2 separate regions of the Mus musculus genome follow, and region 1 is linked to region 2. A link is a contact called in public Hi-C data. All regions are on one chromosome and are shown on one strand. The core of a region is the stretch at or near the end of the contact, and the rest is flanking DNA. Distances in the headings are between cores, read along the strand shown.

Region 1 (5,015 bases), core at 2,224-4,723, 77 kb before region 2:
TGCCTGGGTTTTTCCAGCCACCACAATCGCGAGCCAAGCAAATCTTTTTATAGATCGCACAGTGCCAGGTGCTTTCTTAGCGCAACAGAAGCAGACTGCAGACTGGGACAGTGGATTACCATGCTGTGTGTGCTTCAGTGTCAAGAATGGTCCTCACCCTTGCAGGTCTCTCCACTGCCGGTGACAGTCTAGGTGCCACCACACTTCTGGTTATTTATCTACTTAGACTTGCTGAACAATGACAGTGTCTTCCAAGGACGGAAAGTGAAACTTCTAGACGTTTCTTGGGAGTAAGACATGAGGAAGGATCAAGTGCAATATGAAGACATTGGCCTAGCACCGGTGGTGGAAGCAACTTTGGGCTTCTCAGAGATGGAAGGAATCTGGTGTCCCAAATCATAAACCTGGGCCAGTTCACACATGGGCAGGTCCTTAGTCATAAACCTGGGCCAGTTCACACATGGGCAGGTCCTTAGTCATAAACCTGGGCCAGTTCACACATGGGCAGGTCCCAGTCATAAACCTAGGCCAGTTCACACTTGGGCAGGTCCTGAGTTATAAACCTGGGCCAGTTCACACATGAGCAGGTCCCAGTCATAAACCTGGGCCAGTTCACACATGAGCAGGTCCCAGTCATAAACCTGGGCCAGTTCACACTTGGGTAGGTCCTTAGTCATAAATCTGGGCCAGTTCACACTTGGGCAGATCCTTAGTCATAAACCTGGGCCAGTTCACACTTGGGCAGGTCCTAAGTCATAAATCTGGGCCAGTTCATACTTGGGCAGGTCCTTAGTCATAAACCTTGGCCAGTTCACACATGGGTAGGTCCTTAGTCCTAAACCTGGGCCAGTTCACACTTGAGCATGTACCAGTCATAACCATGGGCCAGTTTACACATGGGCAGGTCCGTAGTCCTAAACCTGGGCCAGTTCACACATGGACAGGTCCTTAGTCCTAAACCTGGGCCAGTTCACACTTGGGCATGTCCTTAGTCCTAAACCTGGGTCACTTCACACTTGGGCAGGTCCCAGTCATAGCCGTGGGTCAGTTCACACATGGGCAGGTCCCAGTCATAATCCTGGGCCAGTTCACACATGGTCAAGTCTTCCTGTCTACTTTCTTCCTCTGCTTTTTGCTGCCATCTGTCAGAGAAGATGTGTCTAGTCTGACGACGTCTCCTTTTCCTACATCTGAAGCCATTATTCTGCTCTACGAGCAACTCTAGCTCTTGTCTATTCTACCATAAAATTAAAATAGCTCCTGTATACTTGTTGTCCCATAGTGAATTTAAATCCAGGCCGTTTTTTTAGGCCCTCTGTCTTGTTCTGCAGTGGTGTCAGCCCATAGCACTCTGCACCTTCACCCATGTCTCCATCCCAATTCCCATCCCCCACTACCGCCCCCTACTGCTCACTGGGAGTTTCAGAGACTGTCATGCTTCTGACATGATAAACAAAACAAAAAGCAAAAAACAAAACAAAACAAAAAAACAACCAAGCCAAACCCCAGTGCAGTCATAAGCAACAGCTCTGGGCTGGATCATCTGCATCCATCAGTTATGGTGAAATGGTTCTGTGTTCGTAGGGATGCATCTCCCTCCTTAAAACCTCCCTCTAATTCTTCTGCTGTCAGCCTAGGAGGACAGTCGCTAGATCTTTGGTGCTTCTCATCTTATCTTTTTAAAGGACCCTCCATGAAGGTCCTTTAAGGTCTGCAAAATGAGTTGGTTCTAGCTATCTGCCATGTGGCACGGCACAGTGTCCTAGTGAACGTTAAAATTTTACCAGTTAGGGTGAGCCTCTAGCTGGGGATAGCTTAGTTGCTAGAATGGAGCTGGGCCTTGGAATTCTGTGGGTGGGCATCCAAAGAAGAGAGGAAGGATGTGGAGGCACCAGGGGCCTGGGGTGATTAGGGGTGTTCCAACAGCCAGGAAGTGGGTACCAAGCTGATGTAGAGGGATCTGAGTATGGCCCAAGGTTTTCACTGTGTCGTTGGTAGTAAGTGAACTCCTGGTATGCCTAGGGAGCCCAGCTTCAGATCTCTGCTATTGATTTGCCTGGGCGTGAAGGGTGCAGTCTGGTCTCTGCTTTCTTACCTTTTCAGCCCTCAGGCTCTGAGCCGGGTCTGCGTGATGCAGAGGCGTCCTCCTGTGCGTGGGCTCTTGGGAGCTGACCGAGTGGCTCCGCATTCTTTCTCGAGTGAGGCATTCCCGCAGCAGCCAGATAGGGGGCTCCACACTCGGAAGGCAGGGCTCCCCTGAAGGCTGAGGCCTTGCTGGCGATGTCTGAGCTCGAAGCAGCATAGGCGCCCCCAGGATAGCTGCTGGTTTCAGGATGCTGCGTGGACACCACACAGTTCCTTTAGGGGACTCTGAAGAACTCTGGGGTCCACCTAACCTCGCTTGTGCAACCCTCTGGGCAGCCTGGACAGCCACAACCGTAGATAGAACGCTTCACATTCAGAAAATGCTTTTGGGGATGTGGGGGCAGGGCTTCTACTGTCCTTGGCCAAGATAGGAAGCATAAGCACTGTGGGAAGGGTGGGAGGGAGGGTCGGCCCTAACCAAGTCCTCATAAACCGTTTCTGTTCTGACGGAAAATAATGAGGATGTGAGGATGGGTCAAGGCAAAATTCTGGGCAAAGGGAAGGATTGTGATCAAATAAATCAATAACAAAGTGAATCTGACATATATTTCATAGTTTTTATTGTAGTGAGTGAAAATTGGATATAAATGACCACATGTTTAAACGACAATCCTAATTACAGTTCATTTTGCCACAGTGTCACCGGATCCCCAGTGGTACCTTGGATGGCTGGTTCTCCCAGAGAGGGCTTGCATCTTAGAGAAACAGAGGCAGCGGTGGTTTGTCGACTTCTCTTGTGAAGCACGGAGCCCTTTAGGAATTTGTACTTAGAGTGATATCGGCTATGCCCCTGCTTAACCTACAGTGCAAAGATCTTGCTTGTTTATTTCTTGATAAATATATACTAGAAAAAAAGTTTTCTCTTTCGCTGCCCAACTAGGCAAGGAGTTTGTAATCCCATTCCTCCATTTCTTAAGAGACAAAAGATAGATCAGGAGACCTATGGAGAGGTTTTGCTTAGGCCTATCAGCCATAGCACGGTGTCCACTGGCCCTGTTTTCTAGTTAGAAACAAGCATGTCTCGCTGAGCTCTGTCTGAGGCTACACTGGGCACCTGAGCCATCTCTACCGGCTCTCAATGCCTTCTGACAGCCCATGGCTTGCCTAGCCACCCTCTGCGCATGCCTAGTCCGTAGAGACGCAGACACAAAGTATATCAAAGAAAGCTGGTGCAAGCAGGAGCTTAAAGAGCGCTAAGCAATTCAGACGCGAGCTAATCCAAATCATCACAGGGGTGCATTTGTGCGGCGGCCAGATCAGAGCCAACACGGGTGCCCTGGGCTCCCTAGAATCCTGTCTGCCGAATGTGCTTGCAAGGCTGGAAGACAGCAGCTTGCTTCAGATCATGAGCTGGCATGCCCTGGTTGCCCATGGCAACCCAGCTGCTCTGGAGTGCTAGCATTTGTAAATGTGTGTGGGCTTAAAATTGTATTATTGATTCCGTCTGAAAGACGATAGTCTGATTTGTATATAGCTCGGAATAAATTAATCATTATCCTTTATAGCCCAACAGAGTATGAATTTCCTTTTTTTCTTCTTCTTCTTCTCTACCTCGTGGTTTTACTTGAGAGACAGAAAAACACATCAGCAGATGTGAAATGAAATGTTTCCCATAACAACCACACCAGAGGAATCCACAGCCAGAGGACCCGCCTGGAGAGCTGTCCTGTATTACTGAATAAATAACAAATGGATCGGGGTGGGATGGAGCCAGCATCGGGGGCAACCTATTCTAAAAGGGCTGCAGGGTGTAGTTTAGACTACAATGAGATGCAGCTGTGGAAAGGGGGAACTACAGGTCTGCCCAGGCCTCCTCCTTGCTGGGGTTTCTCTTCTGTGCATGCTGCACATTCCTGGGCAGACTGAGGTATCGTTGCCCTAGTCCCTTCACCTTTGCTCTGTCCATGGTCCTTGCCAGTAACTCCGTGCGTCCTTCCATGAAAGGCATCATGCATTGCCCTTGACCGTGGCCTTGGCTCACTCTGACTAATTTGACAAAGTGGCAGAGAGCCAATTCTGAGAGGAGACTTTAAAGGACTCTGAGAGTTGTCCCGGGGTGCTTCTGCCACGCCCGTGAGAACACTGTACCTTCAGTGGGAATGCAAATGAGCACATGACAGACAGCCACCATCCCCACCAAAGGAGCCACCAGGCTCCTACTTGGAGAGTTCCCCAGCCTAGAGCAGTCAGTTACTCCTGCCAAGCTAAGGATACATACCCACTGCTGAATGCAACCAGAGTTTTGTGGATGCTTACTGACAGGCAGTAGCTGATGAACACTGTCCCCCACCCGTCTAATATTAGGGTCATCAGTGGTATGATATGTCTAATATTAGGGTTTGAATATGGTTTGTCCCCAAAGGTCCCATCTGCAACAGGATGATGGTGGGAAGTGTTACGGAACCTTTGGCTCCAGGGAAAGGTAACCACAGAGGAGTGTGGGTTTGCAAGAGTGTGCCTCCAGCTAGCCTCGGAAATTGGGGATTGCGTGCCGGTTTGGCAGCAGCCAGTTGTGGTGGTTAGACGACAGGGAATGTGAGCAGGTTCCGTGGCAATCGGACCATAGAAAGTTGAGCAGATGCCACATGGGGTTAGCCACGGAGGCAGCAAGACCGCCAGGCCCAGAGAGTAGCTATTTAAATTTTTTAAAATATTACATGAAACAGTCCTGTGCATGCTCCTGGCATGATCCTCTAGACCACGAGGTGATGAAGCCAAGGAGTGATCTTCCTTGAGCTGACACCATGGTTGAACATTATGCTGCTGTGAGCAGAATGGATTGCTTTAAGTCCTCAGAAGGTACTGTAAATACCATCTATCTTAGAGTGGACATGTCTACAGAATACCACCATCTTAAATGTGTGCCTTTT
Region 2 (5,477 bases), core at 1,722-4,221:
ACATTCACAATAAGGCAAACTGTGCCCTATAAAATGTGAGGATGCTCTGGTGTCCACCTTATGCCCATGCACTGTCGACACAATTGGAATGATTAAAATCAGACTCTACAAGGAAAGGGGTGTGTGTACGCAGTGAGTAACAGCTTACATAATCCAAGCTGATCAAACAAAACAGACCCACCCAAAGTATGAGCCTCCCCCCCTCCAGCTCCTCCTTCCTTTCAGCCATATAAAGAAGCCCAAGCCTTCGCTCAAGTGGCCCGCTGTCACTCTTAACAGTAGATTCCTGTCTAATTTGTACTATTGCTTTGCCTTGAGTAGAATTATCCTGGGGCTGGAGAGACGGCTCATCACAACAGTCTGTAACTCCAGCTCCAGGGGATCTGATGCCTCTGGCGGCCACTGGAATCTGTACTCACATGTGCACACACCCACATTGAGATATACACACTGACACACAACTAAAAGCATAGTAAAAAATGAATTTTCAAAAAACAATAGAGCTTTGCTACTACTTTGCAACCATGTGTGTGTGTGTGTCTATCTATCTATATCTATATCTATATCCATATCCATATCTATATCTATCTATCCATCTATATAAAATTCCGAGAATCTGGAAACATCAAATCAGACCTGTGCCTGGTAACGCTATCTCCAATGTCAAAACGCCACTGGATCCATCCATCTTGCAGAACAGAGCGAAAGGCTCTTGATGAGGCTAAGTTCAGAGTGCTTCCATATCCCAGTCCTCTGCCTAGAAAGCACTCTCCATTCAGACTTGTCTCCCTACCAGCCACTCTTCAGGCTGCCCACACAGTGATAAAAGCTGCCTCCTACCACGGCATGCCCCGTACAAGAAGACATGCTGCTACTTCCACTGTTCAAGTCTTTCTCAGTGGAGCCTTTGCACCTCGGGGGTATGAAAGCCCTCACGTGATGGTGTGCGCCAGGAGAAGCCAGTGTGTGTGTGGATTTCATTGCTCCCTGGTCTGTGTCACCTAGTCTTATGACTACACTCTAACTTGCCCAGGGACTGCTGCTGGTTTTCATTTACTTACATAAAGATGTTCGAAGAAAAAAATTTAGTGACAAGCCTCAAATCTATTCTAAAATTTCCTGTATCGTATGCTAAGATCGGGGGCTCTGATTCTATCAAACACCTTACCTCTGGCTTCAGCTCACTGGGGAACACTGTAATCCTCCTGAGGGAGGGAGGGAGGGAGGGAGGGAGGGAGGGAGGGAGGGAGGGAGGGAGAGGTGCACCAATGCAGACATGCCCTTCTTATTCATTTCAAATGGGTCCTCTCACTGAACCAGGAGCTTGTCAGTTTAGGGACCAGCTGGAGGCCAGCAAGCCTCCATGATTGTCCTGTCACCATGCCCCTAGTACACAGAGAGACATTTTTGCAAGGGAGCTAGGAATCCAAACTCAAGTCCTCTCACTTCAGGCACTGAATCATCTCCCCAACCCCAACCTGTTTCTACCATAGCTCTTTCCACTGCCCCCCTCTTACAAATTAGCATTTTTATTTCCCATCCACAGAGAAATTCTCAGTAGGGACTATTTTTCTCCGACATTCAGAACTCATACCATCTCGAGGGTCCTACCTGCATGCAGTTGGAAGAATGCACCAGCAGTGTCTAGCCCTTTGGCTGCACCCTAGCCCAGTGATAAATACATCGTATCTTCACAATCGGGCCGGCTGCGGATCGCTCAGACTCCAGACTCACTTGGTTCTGGGGCACTGAGCACCCTATTATACATGGATGAGGGCCATGTACCCTATTCCTTCAAGGTGACCCGGTAATGCTGAGATCAAAGTTGGCTTCCACATCCTTGCCAGCTTCAAGCCTACCAATGGACGTCTGAGTCCTCTTGGCCACGACAGCTCCTGAGGACCACTGGATAAAGGCCAGGGTCTCACAGTGCTCTGCAAAAAACCACGAAGCTATCTTTGCCCTTATTTCTGCCCAAGCTGTCTATTCACCCAAGAGCCAACACGGGGTCTGGGGTTCTGGGGGCCCTTTTTCTTCTTCACTATAGTTGCTTGGTTTAAGAAACACCGAGAGAGCAATTACTCTGGGAAAATGAACTATCTGCATGCTCCAGCTGCATAAAGTTATTCTCGCTCATAACTAAAGCTAGGTGCGAGGATCCGCATCCAAGACATCTCCTGAGGGTTGTGCCTGCACACTGAGCTCATCCGACCTAGTTTAAGGGCAGAATGGAAAAAACTTGCCACCAGCTTGTTGGGTGGGACTGAGTGTGCTTCCCACCCGATCCTCCCTACATTCTCAGCAAAACGCCCTAGTTACCTGCTTGGGGGCTGGGGGGAGGAGGGTTCGGGCTGTAGGGTGGCAGGTAGGTTATCTCCATCTCCAGTCCCCAGTCTACCAGAGACAGGGCAGCAGCCAGATAGAGGATTTGCTCCAGGCTAGAGCACACGGTGTGGCCACCTACCTCTTGATGTAGCTGCTGAGGCGATAGAGCTGCCCTTCTAGGCGCACAAGGCCGTCCCCGAAGACGTTGAAGCCCCCACGTGCGGCCGCGGGTTCCCCGGGCCCGGGCACCAGGAGCTGCTCACCGCGCAGTTGGAAGGCACCAGGCTGTAGGCGGAGCAGCTGCGACAGGGGCAGCAGGGCCAGCTCGCAGTCGCACGTCCACAGACTGCGCAGCTCCCCGGATGAAATGGAGGTCAGGCTGGGTCTGGCCACAGGCTCGCACGCTGCAGTGGCCATACTCAGGCTGTGGCTCTGTCCCCTTCCTACCCTGAGGGTCGCTAAGTGGGAGGAGTAAATCTGTGGTCTGTCCCGAGCTACCTTGGGCTGCGTGCAAGTAGTAAGTAGCTCAGGAGCCCTCTTGTCACCTTGAAGGTTGCCCACCCTTGTGGAGCGCTGCAGGCAGGACACTGAGAAAGCGGTCCCCGCGCTGCGCAGCCCCTTTTATCAGGCACCAGGCACGCCCCTCCGGCCCCCAGGCAGGACCCCAGATGCTCCTCCGCTCCGGCAGAGCAATCAGTGTTTCATAACTTGGCATGCTCCCACCTCGCCTGCTCACAGCCAAGACTAACTTAGTCATCCCACTCGGGTCAGACACTCAGCCCCCGCGCGGGGCCCTCCCTGCCTGGTCCACACTGCATGGTGCAGCATCCTCCCCACGACAGATGCCCAGGCCTGGCTCAGCGCCGATTAATCCCTCAGGTACCACAAAGCGTTCCTGACCACTTCTCCACCTGGGGCCCAGGGGCTGTCAGCTTAGGCTGGGAGTTGCTGCATCCGTATCTACATCCCCCATTCTATGCCTCATCTGTCTGCAGCTCACTCCACCTCCACCTAGATGACCCAGCTTTTCCTTCTCTCAGCACTTCCTGGAGCGGGTTCCCACCCAGCATCCTTCCATGAAGGCCTGCCACTTTCCCAAAAGGTTTTCCTGCATCCCCTGTGCACTCCAGACCTTGACCCTCTTGCTTTTCGCTGCCCGGTGGCCCCTTGACAGCTTTGTGCTTGGATTCAAGCGGGAAGTCCCCTAGCAGGCCTTCCCAGCCCTAGTCCCAGAATCTGTTAATTTGCTCAGTTTATAAATATTTGAGTGCTCTGGCTACGTGCTCACACGTCTCCTGAGGGATGAAAAGACTATTCCTTTCAATTTAATTAAATGACTATTTCCAGCCTATCTAGTAGAAGATGAAGAATAAGCTAAATCCTGAGAATGTGGGTGGATAACCACAACCCCTGTTATCATCCAACTTGTAGTCTAACAGAGGAGCAGGCATGTGTTCCAGCAATTACATTGACTGAGTCTCTGCTCTCGGTAAGCTGGCATGAGACTCCAGGCAGCGCCGAGAGGTAAAATTTAGAGTCTATCTTCAGTTTGTCTCTGAGAGCCTCCATAGAGCCTGGGTTTAATTGATTCAAACAGAAGCATTTCTGCTACATTTCACTTTTGCCATTTACTTTTGAAGGTTTTAAGTTATTTTTATTTGTGTGTGTGTGTGTGTGTGTGTGTGTGTGTGTGTGTGTATGAGTGTTTGCATGTATGTATGCACACCTCATAACCACCGAACCATCATCTCTCCAGCACCCTCACCCCAGGTGTTGTAGAATTTTTATTCTGCTTGCTTCATTTGATGGTAAGAAGCACGTTGTGTTTCAAACAGCACTGCCTTGGTAAACTATTTCAAACCACTAAGCTATTTTCCATCAAAGGAATGCACTCTTCTTTGTCTAGACTTTCCTTTACTGCAACATTAAAATCACTTTGTTTTCTCTTACTATGGTAACACACCATTACACTTTCCATCTTTTCTGCACTCCCTCCCCTCTCAGAAATGGAGTTGCTGGGATAAGTGACAGGAGACAATGCAAGGCTTATGCTTATAGTTAAGAGGTGACAGCCTGAAGATCTAGCCATCCTCATGTGCCCATACTTGGGTAATAGTGATGTCATCAAGGCACAGGGGCAGCCTTCTAGCCTCAGAGCTTTAAATGGCCCTGTTGGGTGCCTGGATGGTCAGCTTTGATTGTCAACTTCACACAACCTAGAATCACCTGAATGGATAATCGTCATTGATGGATTATCTACACCAGGTTGGATTGTGATTATGTTTGTTGGAAATTGTTTGATTTAATTAATGTGGAGAGATGTACCCCAAATATGGGCAGTGATTCTGATAGCTATAAAGATGAAGGTGCATGGAAGAAAGAAGGCTCTGCCTATTTTGGCTTTCATTCTTGCTGGTGAATCCATCTACTCTAAGCTGCTGCTGCTGCTGCTGCTGCTGCTGCTGCTGCTGCTGCTGCTGCTGCCTCCTTCCATATAAGAACAATGCTCTTCTGGCTTCTAACATGGACTGAAGACCAGCACTCCCCAGGAATCCTCTAGGTCTCTGGCACCAGATTGGGACCACTGAGGCACACTGCTTCATGGTCTAAGCAACTACAAAGTGATTAGCCTTTTTTTTTTTTACCCCAACCATATGGCATAAGTCAATATCATACTTCCTCTTTGCAGCAGGGATTCATTTTATTGGTTCAGTTTTTCAACGGAACCTCAAGTGACACAGCGGCCTTAACTCAGATCTACCAAGCTCTCACAGGCCAGTTCACACCACCACTATTCAAGCTCTCACAGACCAGTTCACAGCACCACTAGTCAAGCTTTCACAGGCCCGTTCACACTACCACTATTCAAACACTCTCAGAGATCAGTTCTCACCACCATTATTTAAGCTCTCACAGACCAGTTCACACCACCACTCTTTTCACACCTAGATTTTTCTGTCAGACCACAAGTGCCTGAGGCTGGCAAGATGCTTAGTAGAGTGTCTGCCACATGAGAACAGGGATCTGAGTTCAGACCCCTATCACCTACACAGGATCTGGGCTAGGCAGAGGGGCACACATCTCTGACCCTAACCCTGAGGCTGGGAGAAGAGAAGCAGATCTGTGGGGCTCACCAGCTAGACAACCTAGTG

What was found. Hi-C and Micro-C count contacts between places; a contact is called where the count stands out from the background.
Region 1: a contact with region 2 is called in a Hi-C map of cerebral cortex, with 2.7 times the contacts expected there. The contact joins the enhancer-like site here to the promoter of Medag in region 2. A contact is called at or near these places in 2 of 39 promoter capture datasets (cranial neural crest and stem cell-derived epiblast-like cells), 1 of 484 Hi-C or Micro-C datasets (cerebral cortex), 2 of 115 datasets of contacts at active chromatin or transcription factors (the SCID.adh cell line and double positive thymocytes) and 2 of 9 other capture datasets (adipose tissue and liver).

Annotation. Positions count from the first base shown.
Region 1 is chr5:149,487,694-149,492,708 of GRCm38.p6, reverse strand. It overlaps Gm15997 (predicted gene 15997), which reads left to right. Exons shown (of 5, transcript NR_045423.1): 5 at 2,783-3,653. It also overlaps a transcript of Wdr95 not described here. Among named protein-coding and RNA genes, the nearest start is that of Wdr95, 38 kb to the left of the region's middle. Within about 2 kb of position 3,473, at least 90 of the 459 cell types and tissues checked have an H3K27ac peak or open chromatin away from gene starts, as enhancers often do. A contact at or near this core is called in cerebral cortex, where this site is marked.
Region 2 is chr5:149,409,243-149,414,719 of GRCm38.p6, reverse strand. Medag (mesenteric estrogen dependent adipogenesis) reads right to left here and starts at 2,971. Exons shown (of 5, transcript NM_027519.4): 1 at 2,465-2,971. The coding sequence starts at 2,742.